Linked DNA regions of Gossypium hirsutum: region 2 is linked to region 1. Evidence: chromatin contacts called from public Hi-C data. All regions are on one chromosome and are shown on one strand. Each heading gives the region's core, a stretch centred on a gene start, on an enhancer-like site or on the middle of the called end of the contact. The rest is flanking DNA. Distances are from core to core; before and after follow the strand shown.

What was found. A called contact is a pair of places that touch in the nucleus more often than the background predicts.
Region 2: a Hi-C map of leaf shows a contact between it and region 1, with 4 times the contacts expected there. The contact joins the enhancer-like site here to the promoter of LOC121213668 in region 1. A contact is called at or near these places in 4 of 34 Hi-C or Micro-C datasets (callus, fibers and leaf).

The regions. Positions count from the first base shown.
Region 1 is chrD01:46,610,965-46,616,858 of Gossypium_hirsutum_v2.1, forward strand. LOC121213668 reads right to left here and starts at 3,157. Exons shown (of 2, transcript XM_041086550.1): 1 at 2,177-3,157; 2 at 1,679-2,041. The coding sequence starts at 2,408. The coding sequence ends at 1,860.
Region 2 is chrD01:46,797,487-46,803,380 of Gossypium_hirsutum_v2.1, forward strand. No RefSeq gene overlaps it. Among protein-coding and RNA genes, the nearest start is that of LOC121214294, 8.0 kb to the left of the region's middle. Within about 2 kb of position 3,190, at least 3 of the 9 cell types and tissues checked have an H3K27ac peak or open chromatin away from gene starts, as enhancers often do. A contact at or near this core is called in leaf, where this site is marked.

The sequences.
Region 1 (5,894 bases), core at 1,907-4,406:
GGCTCTCCAAAAACCGATAAGGGCTAATCCTTGTTTTTGAAGGATAAGAATGAGTAATAAAATTAAAATAAAAAATATATTTAGAATGAGCACATTTGTAAGTAACATTCAAATACAATGTTGTAGTGATAGCACATATTTGACTAATGTTTTTATGCTAAATATCGGTTGGATTGTTTCAAATTAACATTTCTTTTATTTTGGTTTGCAAGAAGGCGAGGGCTTTAGGCCGAAACAGCGGCCTGTAGTGGTCGGTTTTCACAAGTGGGCTTACACCAACGAAATCTTTTTTATTATATTCGAGTAAGTCCCACTATTAAGCTTTAAATGGACTTGCTTAAAAGAAAGCTTGCCATGCTGGACTGGACTTCATTTGATATTGAAGATGGATGGTCAACATAACTTCTGAAAAGTTCCATTCCATTTGATTCTCCAAACATTTTTGTGTAGGCTCCACGTTATTAGAAGATATTAATGCATAGATGCACATTGAAGGCAACTGAGCGGCCACGCTCCATTTGCTTTTCTTGAAAACGACAGTACTGAAAAGGAAAGAAGATGGAAAGGGAGACCCCGCTGGCCGTAGCTATATGATAACCCCAACAGTGTGCGATAGGGACAATTATCATCTCTCTTCTTTTTTGGCAACTTGTCCAAATGCTAAATATAAAACGTGCCACCTTACAACTAGTGTTCAATGCTAGCATGGACCCCGTTTTCTAATCCCAGCTCATGAAAACTTCTCACTTGAATATTGAATTTAACAATTATTTCCATATTGAATTTTTTTAATCCAAATTAGCACTTAAAAGCTGTGATAACAATGGCAAAGTTCAAACTTAAATAGTGATTTAACGCGATTATTAATGCATAAATAAAATAATTAGGGGAAAAATCTGCCAAAAACCATGAGGTTACCTTGCACATATACAAAACCAAGTTGCATATTTCAACTAATAACGTGTGACCAAACATGTATTGAACAAAAGAAAGTAGACCCTAGTCCATATTTCTTACATATTGACAAGATTTTGAGCCCATTTGTGCTCCCACCCAAAGCAGCCTTTTTAAGTTTGAAAGAGGAGAAAAAAGGTTGTGCAACGACAAAGACCTACTCCTTTAAAGTCGATAATTATAACAGAACATTAGCCGCTTATTTCGCCTCACCGAACATCTAATTATTCAAAAGACCCTTCAGAAAGTGCCACACAACCAGCTCCTCAATAATACACTTTTAATTAAGTGGTTTGATTTTGGGTCTTAAGTTCAATAAAAAGAACCAATTCCTAAGAATAAGCATCCATCAGGCGATAATGTTGAATAGAATTCTTAAATTGGTCATAGTCTGAATGATTCAGTCCATCCATCATGTCCTATATATTTCTAGCCATATCCAATTCCCAAATCAAAATCCTTGAAAGCAACTTGCAATATTAAGGGCAAGTCAGAAGAACATTTCAAGCAATGGATATAAGCTACTGAAAATACATGTTTATGGACAATTCAGAACAACTTTTTGAACACTGGGTGTAAGCCAAACCTTACGTAGAGTATGAGATTAATAGAATCATCCATCAAAAGCCATTCAACAATAGAACGCAACACTTTCAAAGACAGAAATGGAAAATCAAGCACACCATGAATGTTCTCTTCATTCTTATCGCATAAGGCAAAATACTGAAAAACAAGTTCCAATTTATTCCTGCAGGTCTTTTCTCACCTAAATGAGAAATAAGGTGAAAAACATAAGCAACACTCTACCATGGCCATTAATGATAATAGACTAACTTTCAATGCTTTATTTATAAATAAAGCTAACCCAAGAAATATAGGATCATAAAGGGTTGGGAATTATTTAATTAATGGGAGGAAATCTTGAGATTGAGGGATTTATTAAACCATGCCTTCCAATTCCCACTTGCCTTCCTATTAATTGATTCAGCTGCCTTCCCGTCGTCTTTCACTTTCTCAGTCCTTTGCTTCTTGCACAGCATGAAATTCCTTGCCCCTTGTGATCCAATTGTCTCCCATGGACTTAGTGCTGCAATGAAAAAACATACCAAACACCCAAAATCATGAATACTACTAATTTTCCCAAATAAAACACCATTTAACATCAAATAAGCAAATCCTGGAAATTTTTAATCTTTAAAGATTGAAATGAAAACCGACATACCATCTGATCCAGCACTGGGGCAATAAAGGAGGAAATCATTAAGATTGGATCCGAGAACAGGAAGCCGACCCTCACGAGCGTAGGATTTCAAAGCAGTATCAATGACGGCAGCAACGAGCTCTTCCTCGTTAACAACAAAACGGATCGGCCCAGCACTTCCGAGAACAGTGACGCTAATCAAGAGCCTGTTGCCCTTGGGACCCTGGCTCTTCTTCTGCTTGTAAAGCAACATTCTTTCAAAAAAATTTTGTTCAAAATTCAAAATGAAAAAGAATCAAAACCAAAAACAGGCGAATGAATAATTCACCAACAACCGAGAAAAGAGAAACAAGGGTTTGTTTTGTTATTTTGTGGGGCGTATAACAAAAAAAAAACCAAATCTGGGTTATTGGTGGAAAGGAATAGAGGTATTGAGGTGGGGTTGTTTATGGGTCAAGGCCAAGGCAGCGGTAGTACCAGCCTTCTTTGCAAGAACCGAATGCGAAAGCAGAAGCAGCGGAAAGAGGAAGGAGAGTGCTCGCCCTCGATTTGCAAAGGGAGAGCATCAATATACTACAGCTCCAAATTGTTTCCACCATTCACAAAAATACCAAAAGATCAATGGTTTGATTCCAACAAAAAGGGAAAAAGAGCCAGAAAAAAAAGAAGTTCTGGGACGCAGATTTCGACGAAAAAAGGAGAGGAATTTTAGTGGTTGTAGGTAGAAGGTGTGGGAAGCGTTTGGGGGTATTTAATAGAGGAACAAAACAAGGAAAATGATTAGGGTAATTCAGGTTGAGGTGGTATATGAGCCTTATAGAGGGGAGGCAGGAAAAGGGTTTCTTTCTCTCTCTTGCCGTAGGGTTGCACTGTATATATATATAAGGAAGTTGTTATTTCCGTATAGAGTTAGCATTTGGGTATATTTACGCGTTCATCGCTCCTTGCCCACCAAGCCACCTATTCGTTCGCAACCGCCATATTCTCCTCCTCTTTCTTTCTACAACAATAATATTCAATTTGTTTTATTTTTATAAATAAAGTTTCTTTCAAGATTTTTCCATTAAATTAGTCATATATGTCAATTTTTTATTTAGTTTTTTTAGGTAATTTTTCTAATTTAGGGAAACAGGTCGTTCTTTAGAAGAGAAATGGAAAACGTGATCAGTTAAACGCGTTTTCCTATCAGTTATACAAAAAGCTCATCCGTCAACAATTAATTCCAGCGGCTTTTTGAACGTTGGCTTGCAACGGTAAAAAGATTTAAAGGGCTCCAACGGTAATTTTTTTCTACAAATACCATGCAATTTTAATTTTTTTTCTCTCAAATCCAACTCTCTCAATTTTAGCTTGGAAAGATGTTCTACAAATACCATGGCTTTGCAACTCGATTTATCGGTGGATAGGTCAATCATCACGGGGTCAACGATCATTCCCGATAAAGAGAACCTTTGTGAGGCATTTTTGGGAAAGATCCTGAACAAGTTTCAAGGTGGTCGAATATAGATGAAGTGGTTGGAAACCAATTTCAAAGAGCTTCCTCCGAACGCGATCAACGTCATCAAAGAACAATGTGCCCGAGCATTCATCTGAGGTTAATTGGGGGCATTTTAATGCATGATAAATCTTAAATTTTGGTACGCTGGTGGCTACTAAACCTAGCTGACTTCAAAGAATACACACGACTGAGTTAGGGATCAATCGTGTTGGCCACGTTGTACCAAGATTTGTGTCAGGTGACGAAACCGGATAAGATGTCAATCGGTGGTTGCCTACTCCTGCTGCAGTCGTGGGTGTAACACCTTATAACCTAGCCTAGAAGTTTGGACCGAATCTTAGAGGTTACATTGATCATCGAAGTGATCGAAAATAATTTCACAAACGTTTAATCATTTTAAATAAAAAATTCTCAAGATGCATTAAAGCGTTCGGAAACTTAATTCCGTAGTTAAAAAAAACAAATTCAATCTAAAATAGCATTATGCAGAAATCCGCATAAAACCCTTTTTTCGCAGTTCTTAAAATTAATACAAACCAAAACAATCTAACAAGACTTAAAAATTGGGGAAGGAACCAAATGGCTCATTTTAAAACATATCCTTCTAAGACCTCCGGCATGCTGAGTCTAACATTAGAAAACAGAAATGTACCTGGAAGGGGAAACACTAAGGGGTTGAGCTACACGAGCTCAGTGTGAGTTCAAAACGTATCTAACAACGAAATTACAGATCAGAAACTAAATAGTAGTTCGATAACGAAAAGTACTTACAAAGATACACAAAAACAGAAAGCAAACTCGAAACCAATGTCCCAAACAAACGTAACAGTCAAAGCATCCAAATTACACACAGAATACTCAACAGATAAACCCGTTAACGGGTCGATACAAAAATACTAATCATCACAATCCAAAATGTCACTACGCTAACACCTCCATGCACACAAAATCGGTCATAAATGTTAAAACGAACAGGTAGATTATAAACAAGTAGCTCACATCCAGATGCATATGAATGCAACCAAAACACCTCTCCATCCCCGATCACACCCCAAAAGAGCTGTTTAAGCTCATCCAACCAAATACACCATATAGGACCTTGTATATGGACTAAGCCACTCAAATAATAATATGCAGCAAGACTGGCATATATGTAGTACAGTGCAATGCGATAACCCACTGTAAAGACATGTTGCAGCTTAAACTGCCAAATCAGATAATAGTACGCAACAAAGCTGACGTACATACGGTACAGTGTGGTAAACCGTTGTACGAATAAGTTGCAGTAAAACTGCCAGATCAGACCAGAATCAGTCTTCCTTCTCTTCACAACCAACCCTAAAATTACTTTATGCAAGTGTGTGTGTATGCTTACAACCTCACAAAAACAATGAACACGTCGAAAAAGCAGTCAAACAGAAACAGATATACCCACACACCCAGCTAACTAGGTTCAGAGTCAGACATCTCATACAACAGTCACAAATAACACATACGCCGAAGCCCAGATCAGAGTCTTCACTACCTTCACTAATGCCTAGCCAAGAGTCAAAACAAACAAACACATTTTTAGATAAAAAGCGTACACCTACTAAATTTGGTGACCTAAGACCACACGGCCGTGTGGCTGAGGCACACGCCCGTGTAAGCCAGGGACATGGCCATGTGAATAGGTCGTGTAACTCTCTATCCATTTGTACTAAAATAGAGTATAGGGCAGACACAATCGTGTGAGGGTTTCACACGCCAGTGTGCCCACCAGACACGGTCGTATGTCCAAAATACACGCTTGTGTAGGATCCCTAAATCCTCAAATTGGCCACACGGTCGTGTGGCACCAAAAACTAAATCCCTAATCCCCAAACACACACGCCCGTGTGCCTAGGGGCACGGCCATGTGAATATCAACTACAATCTCCAAATCAGCCATAGTGCCGTATAGCCAGTTCGTCTGGCACCAAATTTTGCTCAGAAACCCTTATTCTTAATTGTACACGACAGCCGAGTGAACTGCTCGTGTGGGGGCACACGTCCGTCTGGCCACCCGTGTGGTCACAAAACCACACCGAAATTGGCTACCGGTCGTGCCTTTGTTGTTGAAACACTCCCCAATCCTTAATTACTCAAAAATATATCAAAATCACACCCGATTCTAAGCTATTCCACAATAATCGCCCCTTTCAAATGATCAATTCCACAAGCACACAACGATTTTCAATTTCACAGAAACAAACCATAATT
Region 2 (5,894 bases), core at 1,940-4,439, 190 kb after region 1:
ATGTTGTAAAATTGACAAATTAAATCGAAGAACAACGCAACAACATCAAAAGGGAAAAGGAAAGCGAGAGACGATGACGGGCAATGTGAGCTTTCAGTTTGTATTTATATGACCCGAAACCAATTTAGTTATTATTTATTCATGATATAATGTCTTATACAATATTGAGGTAAATTAATTATAATTATTGAGTGGAATGCTATGGTTGAAATTAATTATCGAGCTAAGGGTTAAATGGGAAAAGAATAGAAAGTTGTATAATTTAATTGTTATATGGAATGGGTTACAAATCTCAATGGTATATAATAGGGTATGTACCTAAAGGAATCTTGTATTTATATTATGTTAAGTTGATGGATATTGTATGATTGAATTGTTTTACTTAGGACAAAATTGGTTATACTATTATTACATGCTTAAGTTATGGAAATACTACTCAGAACTTTACTCAACATCTGGTTTATTTTCTTCGTGCACAAGTTAGATTTACTTCGAGATTTTTTTTTTTTTAGCTTCAACCTCAGCATCCCATCCAAAATCCCGGTATAAAAAATGTTTGGTTGTTCCACCCTTCATTATATTGGCATGTACCTAGTAGGTTGGAGTCCACGGTATTAAATAATATTACAATCAGACTTTGATCTTTATAGTCTAGTACTAATTTATATATATACATATGGTTGCTCGGTTGTATCATATTAGATGCATATAAATAAAACTCGTAATTACTTAAGTATATTTAAGGAATGTATATTCGTATGATTTAGTTAAATTAATTGTATAATTTAGTGGGGAATTATTTATAGTTGCTTCGACAACGATTGTGGCACACTGTAGCTTAGGTTTGACGATCAGATCGAGTATAGGGTGTTACATTTAGTGGTATCAGAACTATAGGTTTAGTCTATTCTCGGACGAAATCAAGTTCAAAAATTTAGTTTTAGAGGTACATGTGAAGGTTGAGACGAGTCTGAGTCGGGAGTGGATGTTGTTGATGATTATTTTGTCTTATACTTAAAATGTCTCATGAGTTATGTAATGATGTAGATTATGTTGTTTGGAAACATTAATCAAAGTGGACCTATTGCTGGAATTTTATTTTTCTTAATACAGAAATTAGGTTATTTTAAAGTTTTAATTGAATAGGGTTTATTGTTGTAAATTATGATGCCTTGATGTTGTGAAATGAGGTGTGTGAGTTAAGTTTTTCTAATGTCGAGTTGATGTTGTCGGTTATTTGCTTTTCATTGTTGATGTAATTAAGTTGTTCAAATTGATGTTTGATATTTTTGGTTAGTGCATGGTTAATTCGGCCCTTTGAGTGCAATAAAATGCTGTTCAAATGGATGTAGCTCGGTTTGTACATGATGAAATTGTTCAATTAGTATTTAGTACAATTCATTTGTGCATCATAATGTTGTTCGAAAATGATGTTTGTTGTTGCTCAATTATTTGTTAAATGATGTTAATGATGGGAACAAGTTGTCTAAATGTCGGTTGATGATGTTTAAATGAATGTAAGTTTATGATGTCGCTAAGTTCTCCTGAGTTTTTATTTATACTTGTTAAATTGTTATAGAGATTTCTGTAGTTTTAGTAGCTGAATATGTTCATAAATCTTCTTGTTTATACAATGTTTTAAGTTAGGTAAGGTTTGATTTTGAGCTTGATTGAATGTCGACTGTCATTGGAAGGATTGATGGTAAATCAATGCTTTTTTGAATCTCCTAAGTTGGTTGCATTATGTATGCTTTTTGAAACAACCCCTGAACATGCAAACTTACATTATTAATTTTTTCGATCCTAGCACTGTATGTGCTATTTGTTTAGGGACGATTGGAATGTGAAGTTTTCACGTTGAATTTCAGAATTTGCACCATGTTAACTATTGTTCGATTTGGACAAGTTGAAAGTGAAGTTGTATGATTGAATCGTATGCTTACTAAGTCCAATTTATGCTATCTGAATCAACCTATTCATGTTAGATTTTTAGCATTTATAAAAGTATTTAATATGTTGTAATTATTTTGTCCAATCAAGCCTATACACATTACAATATAGCAATTATATAGGTGATTTTCATTGCATATTTATGTTGTTCGAAATAACCCCTTTCATGCAATGTTTTAGTATGTACGCCTAACATTTACAAATCATTTTAGGTTGTCCTTAACGCTACCCTGAGAACTAACACTACTCAGAATTTTCCTGAATTGATGATGTTATGATTTGATTTTAAAACCGTATAACCATTTGATTTTAATGGGTTGATATTGTTATTTTTTAATAACAATTTTAAATTTTTTTATAACTTTTTTAAAAAAATTGTTTATAATTTTTATGATTTCTTAAAAAAAGAATTTGAAGGGGCTTAATTGATTGTTTTCAAATTGTTACTAAGGCCTTTTTGACCCTTTACCCTTATTAGTTTAAAAAAATCTAATTTACTTCCAATAAATAAGGTATGGATCAAATTAAATAAATGTGTAAAGGTTGAGGGTTAAAACATAAAACTTTCTTTACTATAAATTAATATACTCATTTTTTAAAGAGAAACTAAAATGGATATAAAAGGTTTTTGTGATAGTTTTATTGAGAATTGAGTAGTATAAATAATAAGAATCACCTCATAAAAAAAAAAAGAAGAAGATTGATTCATTACGGATCAAAATTGAGGAATTTTAATTTTGTTCACGCAAAAAAAAATTCACATATTACTAACAACTGTAGATCATTAAGATACACATTATTGACGAACAATCTTACAATTCAATTTCACAATATAGATATGAATATCAACACTCTTAATTAACCAAGAAATTGTGAGAATTTTTTTAGAAAAGATACCGAAGAGAGCTACTATATTATAGGAAAAATATAAGTAAAATTTACAGTGTTATAACTTGTAAGGGTACAATGGAGATTTTCCTTTTCAACATTAGGAGATTGGTCTATCAACAAAAAATAAATAAAATAAAAATAAAAATTGCTATTCATAATTATGGAACCTGAAGAGAAAATTATTTTGGTTAGAGCCCACACATATCATTTACGCAATAAAACTTTGTTTAAATTCTACCACTAAAACGTCATTCACCTTTCAAATATCACTTTTTAAAATGTGATTGCATGCATTAAATAATGCAGGTGTCAAGTTGATATAATCAAATATTTTACGCTTCATTTGACCAATGTATCAGACAGATTGATTGGGACTCTGGAAAATTATACATGACCCCACCAGGGAAGTCGTTGAGATCTGCCATATTATTTTACTCATTTCTAGATATTGTTGACGTAATAATTTGCGTATAAGACCGAGTAATTTAAATTATAGTAAAATATCCCATTAAATATTAAGTTCAAATGTGGTATAATATCCGAGCTTATATTGAATTTGTTGGATTAAATATTTTTTTTATAATTTTATAAAATACTTGTCAACCTCTTAATTATATTTGTAATATATATATTATTAGTGTATCAAATACTAACTCAATATAAGAACATAAATTTGAATTCTTTTTGAATAAATGAAAGTATCTTTATTTTTTATGGTATTATTAAATGAACATTTAAATATTAAGAATTAAATAATTCACAAAATATATACTTTTTGTTAATTCATATTTTTATTAATAATAATCAGGCTATATTTTTGTAATAATAATAATCATGTTAATCTATACTTTTCAACAAATACAAAACGTCCTTAGTTGAATTTGTGGGCTGATTACATGTATATTTATTTAAACAATAATTTAGCAGAAGTAGAACTTGAGTTTATTTAAAATTAATTCAAAAAAAAAGGATATTTCATATCATAATTTTTTATTATCACAACTTTTAAACAAATTATTAGGTATTATATTATTACACGACTTTAATTCTAACCGATAATACGCCATATTTTTTTATTAATAATAATAATCATGTTAACAATAATTTAAACAATAGTTAAGGTAATTTTTTTTAAAATGGTGTAAAATTAAGACTTAATTTGAATAGAATTTTAAGTATGATATAAAAAAATATTAAAGTTATAAATAAAAGGTCTAATAGTGTAAAAAGTCCTCAAACTTTTTAAAACAAAGTAATTAGCCCTTCTTTTTTTCTTTTGCACTCAATTCAGCACTTGAGCTTTCAAAATGCATCAAAAAGGCAATCAAACTTCTTCAAAAAAAGCAATTAAGCCCCTATTGTTTTTCCTACTCAATTGGGTACTTGAACTTTTAAAATGCATAAAAAAGACCTTCAAAGTTTTTCAGAAAAGCAATTAATCTCCCGCTCTTATTAAAAATTAGAAAAAATAATATAAAAAATAATAAATTTTAAAAAATTTATTAAATTTTAATAAAAATTAAAGAATTTATTAAAAATTATATTTTTTATAAAAATAGTAAAAAAATGTAAAATTTTATAAAAATCATAAAAAATTAACGACCATTAGTTTTGTTTTCAATTAAAGTCATCACTTGTTGGAACAAAGCGTGATATGTGACGAAAAATGATAAAAAATAAAAACAAAATAAAAGTTATAGAAAAATTATAAAATGTTTCTTTTGGTAGGATAATTTTCATAAAACAAATTACAAAATTCATATTTCTTTACATTTTGTATAATTTTCTTACGACTTTATAAAATTTTATAAGTATTACTTTTTTTATAAAATTTTACAATATTTTATTTTTTTTTACAATTTTTATATTTTTTTCTAATTGTTAATAATTTTTTAATATTTGAATTTTTCAAATAAAATTTATAGTTTTTATTTAATTTTTTATAATTTTTTTCTATTTTTAAATAAAAGCAGGGGTTTAATTATTTTTTTTTAAGTTTGAGGGTCTTTTTGATGCATTTTGAAAATTTAAGTACGCAATTGAGTGCAAAAAAAAAAGTAGGGCTTAATTGCTTTTCTTTAAAAGATTTGAGGGTCTTTTGATGCATTTTGAAAGTTCAAATACCTAAATGAGTAAAAAAAAAAGCAAGGGCTTAACTTTTTTTTTTTTGAAAAAGTTCAAGTACCCTTAAGCCTAAATAAAATTCAATAGTTAGGTATATTTAATCATATGCATTTAAAATAATTGTTAGAAAAAAAACCCAAATTTGTTAGCATTAATAATTTAAGATTATCTAAAAAAAAGATGGAGTATTAAAGCAATGGTTCTTCGAAGAGACAATAGGAAATCATATTCGAACAAAAACAACACCAAAGAGAGATGAAATATTATATTAATTGATGATGAGCTAATATAAAAGTATGTCTATTTGTTTACTACTTCTATTTAATGTTTTATTTCATTTATTTTATTATTCCAAACATCTTTCTCCTTTTTGGACCTTCCATAATTGATATGATTCTCACCACAAAAAATAAGAACACATAGATTTTACGTGAAAACCCTTTCGGGAAAAAATCATGGGCAGAGAAGAAAAAAATTCACTAATATTGAAATTCAAATGATATAAGAGGAGTTTCAACTACTTCTATTTATAGGTTAAAAAACATATTCTAACCAATGTCAAATAGAAGGAGAAAAGTTCCATATGGATTCTACTTGTACAATCAATATCAAATAGAAGAAGTGCACTTCTCTACGGATTCCACTAGTGCAGCCTTTACTGTACCCTAAATATTCCAAGTCAAGATGCTAAACATACATTAAACGAGCTTATAACAAAATAAAAGTATGCTTTAAGACCACTTTAAAAAAAATCCACAAGATCACGTAAGTATCGATACTCATTCAATGGTATCGGTACCAAATTAGCATTTTGTTTTCCTACAAAAATTAAAGCTCAGCAATTATCGATACAAATCCAAAATGTATCAGTATTATTACCCCCGAGTATCGATACTTGAAAAATGGTATCGATACCAAATTGAGTTATT